Linked DNA regions of Mus musculus: regions 2 and 3 are each linked to region 1. The links are chromatin contacts, called in public promoter capture Hi-C maps. All regions are on one chromosome and are shown on one strand. Each heading gives the region's core, a stretch centred on a gene start, on an enhancer-like site or on the middle of the called end of the contact. The rest is flanking DNA. Distances are from core to core; before and after follow the strand shown.

Region 1 (3,880 bases), core at 737-3,236:
GTTTTTATGGAGAGAATGTTTTATAATGGAAAAGAGTGATATTAAGTATTTTTTGTTGTGTGTGGAAAATTAGGAAAATTTAAAAATTGAAAAGAATACGGAACAGTTAAAAGGAGAAAGAAGATATAACCCCTATAGCTTCTGGGTACTTTTTTGCAGTTACTATCGTAACAAAATGTGGCTTTAAATATTTATGTACCTCCTTCAGGGTTGGGGGTGAGGTGGAGAACAGGCCTGACTGATGCCTAAATTAGCCTTGAAAGAGTGCCATAAATTTGTGTAAAAAGTTTTTAGAGTATCTCCTCCAGAAACACAGGAGATATTTGGTATTTTTAATTCTATTCATAAGGTAAATTTATGAAAAAGGAAGTTAGTAATAGGTAACTAAAGTAGGTTTTGAAGAGAAGAATTGTATGTGGTTTGAAGTGTTTTTCAAGTTGCATGGGTATTACATAATTGCAATTTAGAGAGGACAGCGTGACTAAAGCCGGGTATTTTCATGAGACTCGGTGGAAAAGATGTGGTTCTAATTGTTTGATGGAATGAAATTTCTAGAAGATTGATGCTGTGGCTCACTGTCCACAGCTCTCAGGGAAATGATGAATGTCTTTATTACACTACAGAAAGCCTTGGTACGTGGTTGATGGATCAGACAGGTTATGTGTCCGGCTTTTTTTTGTTTTGTTTTGTTTTTGGTTTTTGGTTTTTCTGGACAGGGTTTCTCTGTGTAGCCCTGGCTGTCCTGGAACTCTGTAGACCAGGCTGGTCTCGAACTCAGAAATCTGCCTGCCTCCGCCTCCCTAGTGCTGGGATTAAAGGCGTGCGCCACCCCCGCCCCATGTGTCCGTTCTGAGTCTGACATATGAGGTTCAGTGCATCCTGGGTGTAACCACGAGCTTCAGGATGATGACTAATGCTGGTTTTAAGCTTTCACAATTTATCTTTGTGATCTGCTGAATATTGTTTATGTGTCTTTTGTTTTTGAAGGTGGATTTTAACTAGGAATTATAAAGCCCTCAGCAAAGGTTCCAAGGGCAGTACCTCAGGCTTTTTGAACATTATGATGGAGCTAAAGAAATGTTGTAACCATTGCTACCTCATTAAACCACCAGATAATAATGAATTCTATAATAAACAGGAGGCCTTACAAGTAAGACTTTTTAACTATTTCTATTGCTAAAGCAGAATTCTAAGAATATGTATTTCAGTTTTAGGATAAAAATAGTAGAGTAATATAATATATTCATGTCAAGTTCTCTTTGGTTAATGTTTCATTTAAGTGATGGTGTTATTATTTGTATTTATGAAAGCTTTTAAAATTATAATTTATAAACATAGTCTTTCAAACCAGTGAGTTGTTTCTATTTATCAGACAAAATCTATTAGTGTCTTAGAGATTGTGATATGGCTAAATCTGACTGTAAATAGTAGCCTAAAGGAGGGCTTTCCTTCATAGATGTTACCCCTCTGTTACTGTTGAGAGGCAGTTCAGACGTGAAGACACACTTGGAATTCAGTCACAGTAGTTCATTGAGGAGTGAGCATCCCTGAATTAGAAAAGAATATGTTTGCTTGCTCTGTGTTTGTTTAGTTGCTTTTTTTTTTTTTTTTAATGTATGTTTGTTTTGGCTAAATCTTAGAGAAGTAGTGTAAGAGCTGGCAAGTAGAATGATACAGCAGAAATAATAGTCTTGTTATGCCTGGTTAGGGCAGGTTTGATGTACGTAATAGAGGAAGATGGGAAAAGCTCTAGACAGTTTTGAAAGCCAAAGTAACTTTTCTCTTCAGCATTCTGAAAAGCTTAAACTCTAAACTGGATAGAGTAGAAACAACTGCAGTATTCCGTGGGGCTCTGGACTGTTTCCTGCTTTACCACGTTGTAATAGGTGTACTCTGCTGTTTCCTTAGCACTTAATCCGTAGTAGCGGAAAACTCATCCTTCTCGACAAGCTGTTGATTCGCCTAAGAGAAAGAGGCAACCGAGTGCTCATTTTCTCTCAGATGGTGCGGATGTTAGACATACTCGCAGAGTATTTGAAGTACCGCCAGTTCCCCTTTCAAGTAAGCATTTCTTGGTTTCTATTTTTCATTGTATTCTTGGGCTTATTTTATTGAGTCACTTTTTAGATTATTTTGCATATAAATTATATTTCTCTTAAACATACTGAGAGAATCATTTGTTACTTTTCTAAGTTTCATTTTTTTTCTCTAAATTTTATTTTAATTTTGTTTTTATGTTGTATATTGTTAAAAGCTGGACTAAAGTGGTATTTCTGTGCTAAGATGGGTCTGAAGGGCAAGCTTTGGGAAGTAAGATGACGTCTGAAAAGAGAAGCTGTCCTTGGACACATGCAGGCTGGTCGGGCTGTAATGCTCTGTGTGCTGTGGGAAGCCTTTTGTGTGGTTTGCCAAAAAAAAGTTGAGCAGGGCTCAGATAAGAACAGGCTGACATCCTGTCTACTTTCAATTCACAGTGAAGTTTGTTCAGTGGGATTAAAACCTACACCGATGAGTGTTTTAGTGTTAGGGTCAGGTCCTATTCTCAGTACATTATACCTCGTAGTGATTTCTTTGTCATTAATTTTGTGTTTATGCGTGTGAGGGTGTGTGCATGTGTGTTTGTGCTTTGGTGCTCTTGTGGGGGTCAGAGAACAGTTTTGTAGAGTCAGGCCTTCCACATTCATTCGGGCTCCAGGGCTTGGACTCAGGTTCCTAGGCTGGCTTTTTACTGTGTCGTCTTACTGGCCTCTTGGAATAGTACCGGGAGTACAGCTAACTCTCTGTGCACACGACTGGTACACGATGGATGTTTACTGTAGGCAGAGGAGTTAGACTGAGAGTTAGTGTACAGGGTCGCTCTGTTGAAGCTTGCTCACACTATGCTACATGTAGTTTGAAAGTAGGAGTACTATACCTTTATGTGTTGGTGATATTAGCACAATAAAAACACAGTAATAGTAATATACTGGGAACAGAATGCAGCGCTACTGTAGTTAAGAACCGTTAGCACACCCTCAGGTGGAGAGCTATACTTAAGTCATGTCACAGTAAATGATGCAGAGGTTTTATTAATTGCAATTTGTATTTTAATGGAAAAGAAACACAAATTAGATTTGGAAGAAAGCTTAGAGCACTGTTCTTAAACCACTGAAAATTATTTCCTTAAAATTTTTTCTTGGGACTGGACAGATAGAAAATGGAAGCAAATACTTCCTTTGTGTGGCTCACAGCAAGCTGACTCTCCACCTTCATGGGATCTTATACCCTCTTCTGGCTTCTGAGGGAATTTACATGCATATGTGCATATACACATATGAACAAAAATAAAATAAAGTGTTCAGAGTTAAAAGTACAATATAATGTAATATAGAAACATTAGTAAAATTCTAACTTTCCCTTTCTTCTATAACTCAGGCTGTCTTTGAATTCACCATGTTTACAGATTAGTGACTTTTATCTCCCTTAAGCACTAGGGCATTTGCAGCCATGCTTGGTTTGTATGGTGCTGTGGAATGAGCTGAGCGACTGGTGCAGGCTAGCTAAGTGTTCTACAAACCAGCTACATCACCCCCCTTCTTCCTACTTTTTAGATAACAGGGTCTTGTTCATGGTGGCTTTGAACAAGATCCTCCCACTTCTGCTGCCTAAGATGCTCCAGAGCTCAGGGTATCTTAAGAAGTCGATGCTGGGGGCTAGAAAGTGCTCAGCAGTTAAAGCACTCGCTGCTCTGCGAGAGGATCTGAGTTCAGTTGCTAGCACTGTCATTTGTAGTTCCAGCTGATCTGACATCCTCTACTGGCCTTCTCGGACAAATAGACCCACACACGCACTCATAAATAAACATAAAAATGAACTTTAGACATATCGTTAACATACACTG
Region 2 (3,880 bases), core at 757-3,256, 1.9 Mb after region 1:
AAACAAGCTTGATAAATCCTTCAATCATAGATTGTAAGATGACAAAAATAAGTACAATTTACACTATATAGTATTCGAACACGAGAAAATTCTACAGCAAACTTCTAAAAGTTTTAAATACCTATTCCGCCTTAAAGTCTTCAAAGCACCTTAAATTAGCAGTATCAGAGTTATATGTAGTTCCTGCTTTCCTTCTTAAAGGAGGACAGCATTAACTGAAATGACACATTGCCAATCAGCCTTCAACACCAACTGTGAAAAACTGGTAGACAGAAAAGAACTAGAAAAGTTGACCTTTTGCCTCTTTTCTCTAGGATTTCTCCATGGTCTTCCCAAATGAGACAGTTTGTAAATATATCTAAAGGAGGATATTCTATGGGAGGAGAAAAGATTTTAACTTTATGGTGTGAAAATGTACTTTAATTATGTAGGGGGGAAGTTCAACAAATCAACCAGGGAAAAACCTGACTAAATAAATGACTCATTCTTGTTTTCAATTGGGTAAGATTTCATAATTAAAAATCTTACCTACATATTTAAAACAAGGAGGCTCCAATAATTCTGCCTAGAAGGAAGAAAACGTCTTGGAAAATTTTATACCTCTTTTAAGCACATTTTACACTCAAATCCTAGATGGTCTCTATGGTGCCTTTCAGTTCAAATCTTCCTTAATTCTCTGAGTAAGTTTACCAGACTATTCTTAGAAACTTGGTAATTACAAATAGAACACATATGAGAAAGAAATTTGGAGTTAAAGCTGTCATTACTAAGCCTAATTAAACACTGCAGACAGAAAGATGGCAGGAGAATAAAGCATCCCGAATTAGGGAAAAGGAGAACATAATGAGTAGGTCACAGCTCCAGCGATGTGGTAAACAATGTTAAAGAACACAACAAAGTCCAGCCTAGGCATTAGAGTGGATAGAGTGGGTGTCCCCTCCCCCTTCCCAGTTCCTTAAGTGGCATGCGACCCCCCTCCCAACAATAATATGCTTCTCTCCCATTAATCTGACTTTCTACCTACCTGAAGTAACCAACCACACTGGAAACACATGCCAAGTAGAAAGTGGATCCTCTAATCTCATTAAGCCCTACCCTTTATTAGCAGTTTTCCTACTTTCCATCCTAAAGTGGAATCCATATATTTAAACACCATAAAATGGTGAGACATCATCTCACCTCTATATTGAGACTCAAGCACTACAAGCCCAGACAAAAGCCATGAAGTAAAGGGCCGTGGCTATTTTCTGGACACAGACTGCTTTGACTTTCACACACACACACCCATGCCACCTTATGATATAAGCCCAACAAGGGCCATTGATATTCAATGGATCTCTAACTAGAAGATCAAACATCACTAGCTGGTAAAAAGAAGTTTGGTCGACCTGCGGAGCAGCGGTAGGCAGACGGGTGGCAATGCGGGGCGGCATCTTCGCCACACCGAGCAGTACTAGCCAGCCCCCGGTAAGTTTCCTTCCCTGCAGTGCACTAAATCACGCTGCCAGCCGCGGCCCCACCCCGCCCTGTTACGGAAAGGCATGCGGACAGCTCGGTGAAGGACGGGCGGACAGCTCCAGGCTCCCCGCACGAGTAGGCTTTCGCCGGGGCCGCAGCTTCTCCTGGCCGCGGCCGCTTCCCCCAGGACCAACGCCGTTGCCAACTTTGCCGCCGCCCCCTCCACCGCGCAAGCATCCCAAACTTTGCCGACTACCTCACCTGGAGGTTCGGGGCTGGCCCCCGGGAGAGGGCTGACCTTCACGCCTGCCCCAGCCGACCCTGGCCCCTCTGCCGCCCCCCGGCCCGCCTGGGAAACCCTTGGCAGGGATGCCTGCAGCCTGACCCCCTTGCCACATCTGACCCTCTGGACCCTGAGAGCCCGGGAATCCGCGACTCGGGCTAGCCACTCACCATTGGTAAAGGACTCCATCTTCGCCCCGCCGCGGGTCCTTACCAGCCCAGCGCCCCAAGCTTCCTACTCCGAGAGCCGAAGCGGTCCTGACGACTGAGCATGCCCAGCAAAGGCCTCCGAGGGCTGCCGGGGAGGTGCGGCGAGGGGCGGCGCCGCTCCGCCGCACGGCAACAACACCTTCGTTCCGGGTTTTCGCAACTGCTGCAAAAGACCCACTGAGGCGTGGACGCTAAGCATCGCTCAACCCTAGGCCCACTCCGCCCAGGGGCGGCGGGGAGGAGCGCAGTGCTGGGGCGGGGCTTAGAGCCCCACCCCCGGAGCTCACTTCTAGCCGCCGCGCTGTCTGTGCCGCAGAGCTGTAGTACCCCGGTTCAGACAACTGGTACACCTACTACTGCATCCGGCCGTGTTTCGGGTGCGGCCACCCCAGTACTGAGCCCGGAAATGCGGCCGGTGATGCTGTCGCCAGAGGGGTTGTCGCCCTTCGCGTTCTGAAAGCAAGACAAGGCCCAGGGTGGGTCGGCCTCTACGCTGGGCTAGCCCGGGGCGGCGCTCTTCTTAACCGCCGGAGCAAGCCCTGCGGCGGTGGTCGGCCCGACTTCCCTCCTTTAGCAGAACGCCCTGCAGCAGCTGCTGCTGCAGCAAAGCCGGAGGCCAGAGGAAGGGAGGGGCCCGGGAGTCGATCGGTGCCCTTTGCTTAGGGCTGGGCTTAGAACTGCGAGCAGATCTCAAAACCCGGAGCGGGGTGTAGGAGAACGGACCGTGCGCGCAGAGGTTGTGTGCAGAGAGGCCCGCCTGCCTAGTCCTGTCCTTACTCGACACCAGCAGTTGGCTGCTCCCAGCCTTCAGGGTACACGGCCTGATTCCGCGGGGCTAGACCGGAGGGAGCCAAGTTCCCCCTTCCCCTAGTACTCGCGCCTTTGCCTCGGGCCCCATTGTTTCCGGTGCCAAATCGGGGCGGTCCCCGGCAGCCTACGAGACACGTAGAGACCGCGTTAGCTCCTGCTAGCTCCTGTTTCTCCAACTGCCGGAAGTCAACACCCCGCGAAGAGGCTCCCCCATCCCTCCCAACCGCAGCCACAGCTCCTCTTTCCTCCCCACTCACTGCTTCGTCCCCTGCGGCGACTTGGCTAGGCCTTGGCCTCACTGCGCGAGCCAACTGTCACACACTCCTCCTCCCAGGCTGTCAACCCGTGCAAACAAAATCTAAACCTGTACAAATATCCTGGGCGAAAGAGGAGAAAGGGATGATGTTCGATCGATAAGGAAATTCTACGTTCAAAGAAGTAAACCCGAAGTGCAGTGTTTTTAAGAGGTCGATTGTATTACATCCACTACGTTCCACTCCTGTTTTACAACGCCCTGTGAAAACCAACTGTACTTGGAGTAACCACTAAACTCCTTACCTAACTCTGGGACCTCATTAACATTCTCGCCCTTTAATGGCCCCGAAGCTTTCATAAGGCTCCTAGAAGTTGGCGCGATTTATTCAGCATCGTTAACCGTACCTTTACTTATTTTTTTTTAAACAAAACAAAACCCTCCTTGCAAAATTGTTCCACAGCTTTGTGTTTTGTTTGCTTACTTCTTCCTGTCATTTTCTTAACTCAAATGTCACCCCTACAGAGAATCCTCTGACCACACACCTAAAATAGCAACAAACACAGTGGGTTCTATAAAGATTCCTCCTGCCATTATGTTCAGAGCACTCTTAGCTGTCAAAAGGCTTATTGTTTATCAAGAATACAAGATCAGTGGGGCAGGTTTTTTTTTTCATTCATTTTTTTAGGGCTATGTCCTCATTTTTAATCGTTACACAATATATTAAATAAGTACAGTATAATGTTTATATTTCTAATTTACTGCCCACATTGAAACCTTTCCACTGAATGTCTTTATAATGAATGTCTCCAGTTGGTCTGTTTGTGCTCAGTACAAATGTTCATGACATCATATCTCAACGCTGCT
Region 3 (3,880 bases), core at 589-3,088, 1.6 Mb after region 1:
GGAGTTGCAATAAGAACAAACAGACATGACTACAAACTGACTCAAAGAGATGACATAGATTGTTAAATACATTGAATTCCAGACTTTAAAAAAAAAATGAGAACTTTAGGCACTCAGGGTCCTTTATGAGAAGCAACATGTGTCTGTATGAGTTTGACTACAGTGGAGAAGTCTGGGAAAGGGAAATTCAACATTCTTAGTCCTTGGCTTTTCTGTTACATCCAGTGGTTTTTTACACATCTCCTTCCCATAAGTTCAAGTTTTAGGACTTGGGATTAAGTTTCCCCAGAGCCTAGAAAAAAAAAAGTGGTATCTATATTTGATAAATGGTGAATGGATGAAGAATAGGCTAAGTCAGCTGTGGGTCCAGACCCCTTTGGGAACCCCGTCTCCAAAAAAGTATTTGCATTACATTAAGAATTGTAACAGTAGCAAATTACAGTTATGAAGTAGCAATAAAAAACAATTCTATTGTTGGCAATCACCACAAAATAAACTGTATTAAAGGACCGCTGTACTAGGATGGTTGGGAACCACTGGCTTAAGTCACACTAAGTATGGTGAGAAAGGAAGATTGAATTTAAATCCTTTACTCATAAATGACTTGATTACTAAAAAAACAAACAAACAAACAAAAAACCCACAATATTGAAAAGATGAGAAATCTGGACTGTGATTACCCCAATATTCCAGAACTTGGATCCAAACCCACTCAATTAGTGGTGGCTCTGTGGAGCAATGCTGAAAGGAGACAGAAAGACAGATAATCAAAGCTTCAAACTTTTTGTTTTCACATGTTCTAATGTTAATGTAGAAAGAAAAATTCCATTGTGTACAACGGTCTTAATTAGTTAAGTCCTAATTAGATATGCCTAGAATCCTGTATTCAAGCATACAAGACCCCAAAGACAGGAACATAGAGATGAAAAAGGATTGATCTTTTGTTTCGATTTGATGATTTTAGATTACCAACTACTTTAGCTGGACCGATACGGACACTACAGCCTGCTGTCTGCCCCTATGCTTTATGAAAGAGCTTACTCCAGGAAGATACTCAGCACCACTCTCCAAAAGGAGGAAATGAATACATTGTTTCTTGGAAACTGGAAGGAGTGGAGTATGGAAGGAACACGAAGGTATCTTAATCTGAGTCCTTAAAGTTTGCACATACCTCAAAAAAAAAAAAAAAAAAGTTACACACCAGTCGTTGGCAATCTCTCAAGTATAAAGCAGATCATAACACTGGACACTTATAGCGCCCAAGCTTAACCTAAGAGCTGACCAGAGAAGATCTGCAGCTTAAAGGACTGAAATATAGATAATTCGTGAAATGAGAAACACAGGTACTGAATATCACATGAGTCACACTTGTTACTATGCTGCTGCTGTCGGGATGAAGGTACGGTAATAAAAGTCTTTGTCTTGGGTACATTGTCTTGTTAAGCCTCCCAAATGCTCCTGGACCCAAGAAACATTGAGGTGCGCGCTTTCTTTGGAAGCGAGCACTGGATAGTACGTACAGAAGCTCCTCCTAACCCGTCCTGGGATCAGCGTCCCAGGCCAGCGGGGCAGCTCCTAACCCGGCCCTCCTCCGCCGGACAGGGGTGGGGCTGCCGAGAGACAGCGCGTGCGGCTCTGTGGCCACCCTTTCAGTGGTTTTGCTGGCCTCCGGTCTCGCTTACTCATTTCCCTCCCTGACTTTACAGTGCACAGTTGCTGCACTAAAAGTGGGCGTGGCTCGGAACGAATAAAACACGCCCCTCTCGTGACGTAAGCACTGTTGCATGCGGAAGTCCGGCCTTAATTCCAATCAGGTCCTAGCAGCTCTGAAAAGTAACGTGGCATACTATGTAAAACATTTGCAACTTGCCAAATCAGTCAAACGTAAATTATTTATTTAGGGGCTGAAAAATCACTTCTGCCTGATTTTTAGCTACAAAAACGAGAAAAAAATAGCATTTTTCTACTGCTTCTTGAGCACGTGTTCTTACCTAGCGATAAGCACCTTAAATACAGGGCGCGTGCGCGGGCAGGTCGCCGCCGAAAGCCTGCGAGATTACCCAGCAACTTTGCGTCTTCCCAGAGAGCGTCCGTGGTGGAACTGGGCAAGCATGGGGAAGGTGAATGTAGCCAAGCTTAGGTACATGAGCCGCGATGACTTCAGAGTTCTGACTGCGGTAAGGAGTACACCTTTCTTGCTTATCCATTCGGTGACGTCCTCCTCCTGCTATTCTAAGGTCGCTGGGAGCTGAGTGAGGGCTCTCTGATTTGTGGATTGTTTGCCGAGGCTGGGATCTGGGTAAAGGGCACCAAGGTCTGATTTTCATGAAGCTTTGTGAAAAAAAGAACTATCTTTTACTAAACATGGTTCTTCCTTTCAGCTTCTTTTGCTGCAGATGTGCTTACGTCTCTGTGGCCCGGGAAATTTCATTGATCTTTGGCTTCCAAACTAGGGGAGGGTGGGAGTTAAGTCCTCTAATAGACTCAGACACTTAATGTTAAAAAAAAAAAGTCAGCTTTCTCTATCAAATATAACAGCAGAGTGCAAAACAAAGGAGGAAAGGAGATGCCTCTTAGTCGACCAGCAAATCAATATGTTAACAATGTAGTCAGATAGTAAGTACCGTGAAGGTAACAAAGGATAAAGAAATAGAAAGTAGCCACGTGTTGGAAGGATACTGTCTTTGAGTTTTACAGTGATGGAGACAGAATCCAAGAATCTTGTCTTTACTGTTAATCGAACTACAAAGTTTGTCCCCACCCCCCGAACCAATGAATCTTAACTGCCGGAGAAAAAAGTGTCCTTGGAGAGAGTTGTAGAAGAGGTGTCCTTGGAGAGAGTTAGAGGCAAATTAGAGCAAAAACTCAGAGATGGGAGGGAGAGTCTTCATAGAAGAGAAAGGTTCGATATAATGGTTGGGGACATACATGGAAAATGAGAACCAAACCATATAAGCCCTTGCAGGCCTAGTAAACGATGTGTGTGTAAGCCCGTGATTTATTTTTATTTATTTTTTAATTCATTTATTTATTTATTTATTTTGGTTTTTCAAGACAGGGTTTCTCTGGGTGTCCCTGGCTATCCTGAAACTCACTCTGTAGACAGACTGGCCTCAAACTCAGAAATCTGCCTGCCTCTGCCTCCCAAGTGCTGGGATTAAAGGCGTGCGACACCACTGCCTGACCTGTGAATGTTTTAATTAGGAAGATGACAAAATCTGATTCTGTAGTTTTAGTGTTGTGGCACAGAAATCAGGACAGTTATGTAAGGTTAGAATGAGTCAGGCTTTGTTTAGGAGTTGCTGACTTTTGGTAAGGGCTGTGTTGCATAATAGGATATGAAATGTGAGTTGCCTGGTTCATGTATTATTTTAAGCCTTTGTAGCCAAGTTAAGTAGGTAACGTTTACAAATTCATCAAATGCAAGGTCCACATGAACTTTGGCATGTGCTTCCTTTTTCCTATAGCTTCCTTAATTAACCTGGCTTTTTCTTTAAGTAATGGCTTTCCTTCTCAGCACATTCATTCATTTCTCAGTGTCTTGACAAAAATAGGGTAGTCGATAAGTGTATTGGAGGATTGGGGAAGCAAGGAAAGGAGATAAGAACGAGCTAAAACTTTCAAAGGCGCAGTTATGGTGGGACACCAGAGTAAAGATTTTTCTTCCAGAATTTCTAAGATCCTAAAGACTCACCTAGGCAGCAGACTTAACATTCTGGACTCAATGGATGCCACCAGTGCTGTCTTCCCTGGCTGCTCCCTGTAGGAACTTCTTTGCCATTTCTTTGCCAGTTACCATTTCTTGACTTGTTGCATGTTTAATGTTCACCACCACCCCCCACACACTCTCCCCAGTTTTTCACATCCCCATCTCATTAAT

Evidence for each region. Promoter capture Hi-C pulls out the DNA fragments that hold promoters and counts their contacts.
Region 2: a promoter capture Hi-C map of the HPC-7 cell line shows a contact between it and region 1, with 2.6 times the contacts expected there. The contact joins the promoter of Lnpep here to the enhancer-like site in region 1. A contact is called at or near these places in 11 of 39 promoter capture datasets (3T3-L1-derived adipocytes, the HPC-7 cell line, HPC-7-derived erythroid cells and 7 more) and 7 of 115 datasets of contacts at active chromatin or transcription factors (acute myeloid leukemia, astrocytes, embryonic forebrain and 4 more).
Region 3: a contact with region 1 is called in a promoter capture Hi-C map of the HPC-7 cell line, with 4 times the contacts expected there. The contact joins the promoter of Riok2 here to the enhancer-like site in region 1. A contact is called at or near these places in 13 of 39 promoter capture datasets (the 3T3-L1 cell line, the C10 cell line, the HPC-7 cell line and 7 more), 4 of 484 Hi-C or Micro-C datasets (CD8 T cells, embryonic stem cells, hematopoietic stem and progenitor cells and 1 more), 6 of 115 datasets of contacts at active chromatin or transcription factors (the NIH/3T3 cell line, astrocytes, embryonic stem cells and 3 more) and 1 of 9 other capture datasets (liver).

The regions. Positions count from the first base shown.
Region 1 is chr17:15,741,170-15,745,049 of GRCm38.p6, forward strand. Chd1 (chromodomain helicase DNA binding protein 1) reads left to right here. Exons shown (of 36, transcript NM_007690.3): 16 at 988-1,150; 17 at 1,909-2,061. Among named protein-coding and RNA genes, the nearest start is that of 5830433I10Rik, 38 kb to the left of the region's middle. Within about 2 kb of position 1,987, at least 62 of the 459 cell types and tissues checked have an H3K27ac peak or open chromatin away from gene starts, as enhancers often do. A contact at or near this core is called in CD8 T cells, the HPC-7 cell line, acute myeloid leukemia and 1 more, where this site is marked.
Region 2 is chr17:17,622,483-17,626,362 of GRCm38.p6, forward strand. It overlaps Lnpep (leucyl/cystinyl aminopeptidase), which reads right to left and starts at 2,007. Exons shown (of 18, transcript NM_172827.3): 1 at 1,912-2,007. The coding sequence starts at 1,930.
Region 3 is chr17:17,372,494-17,376,373 of GRCm38.p6, forward strand. Riok2 (RIO kinase 2) reads left to right here and starts at 1,839. Exons shown (of 10, transcript NM_025934.2): 1 at 1,839-2,177. The coding sequence starts at 2,112. Gm36768 (predicted gene, 36768) reads right to left here and starts at 1,723. Exons shown (of 4, transcript NR_168690.1): 1 at 1,521-1,723; 2 at 681-741.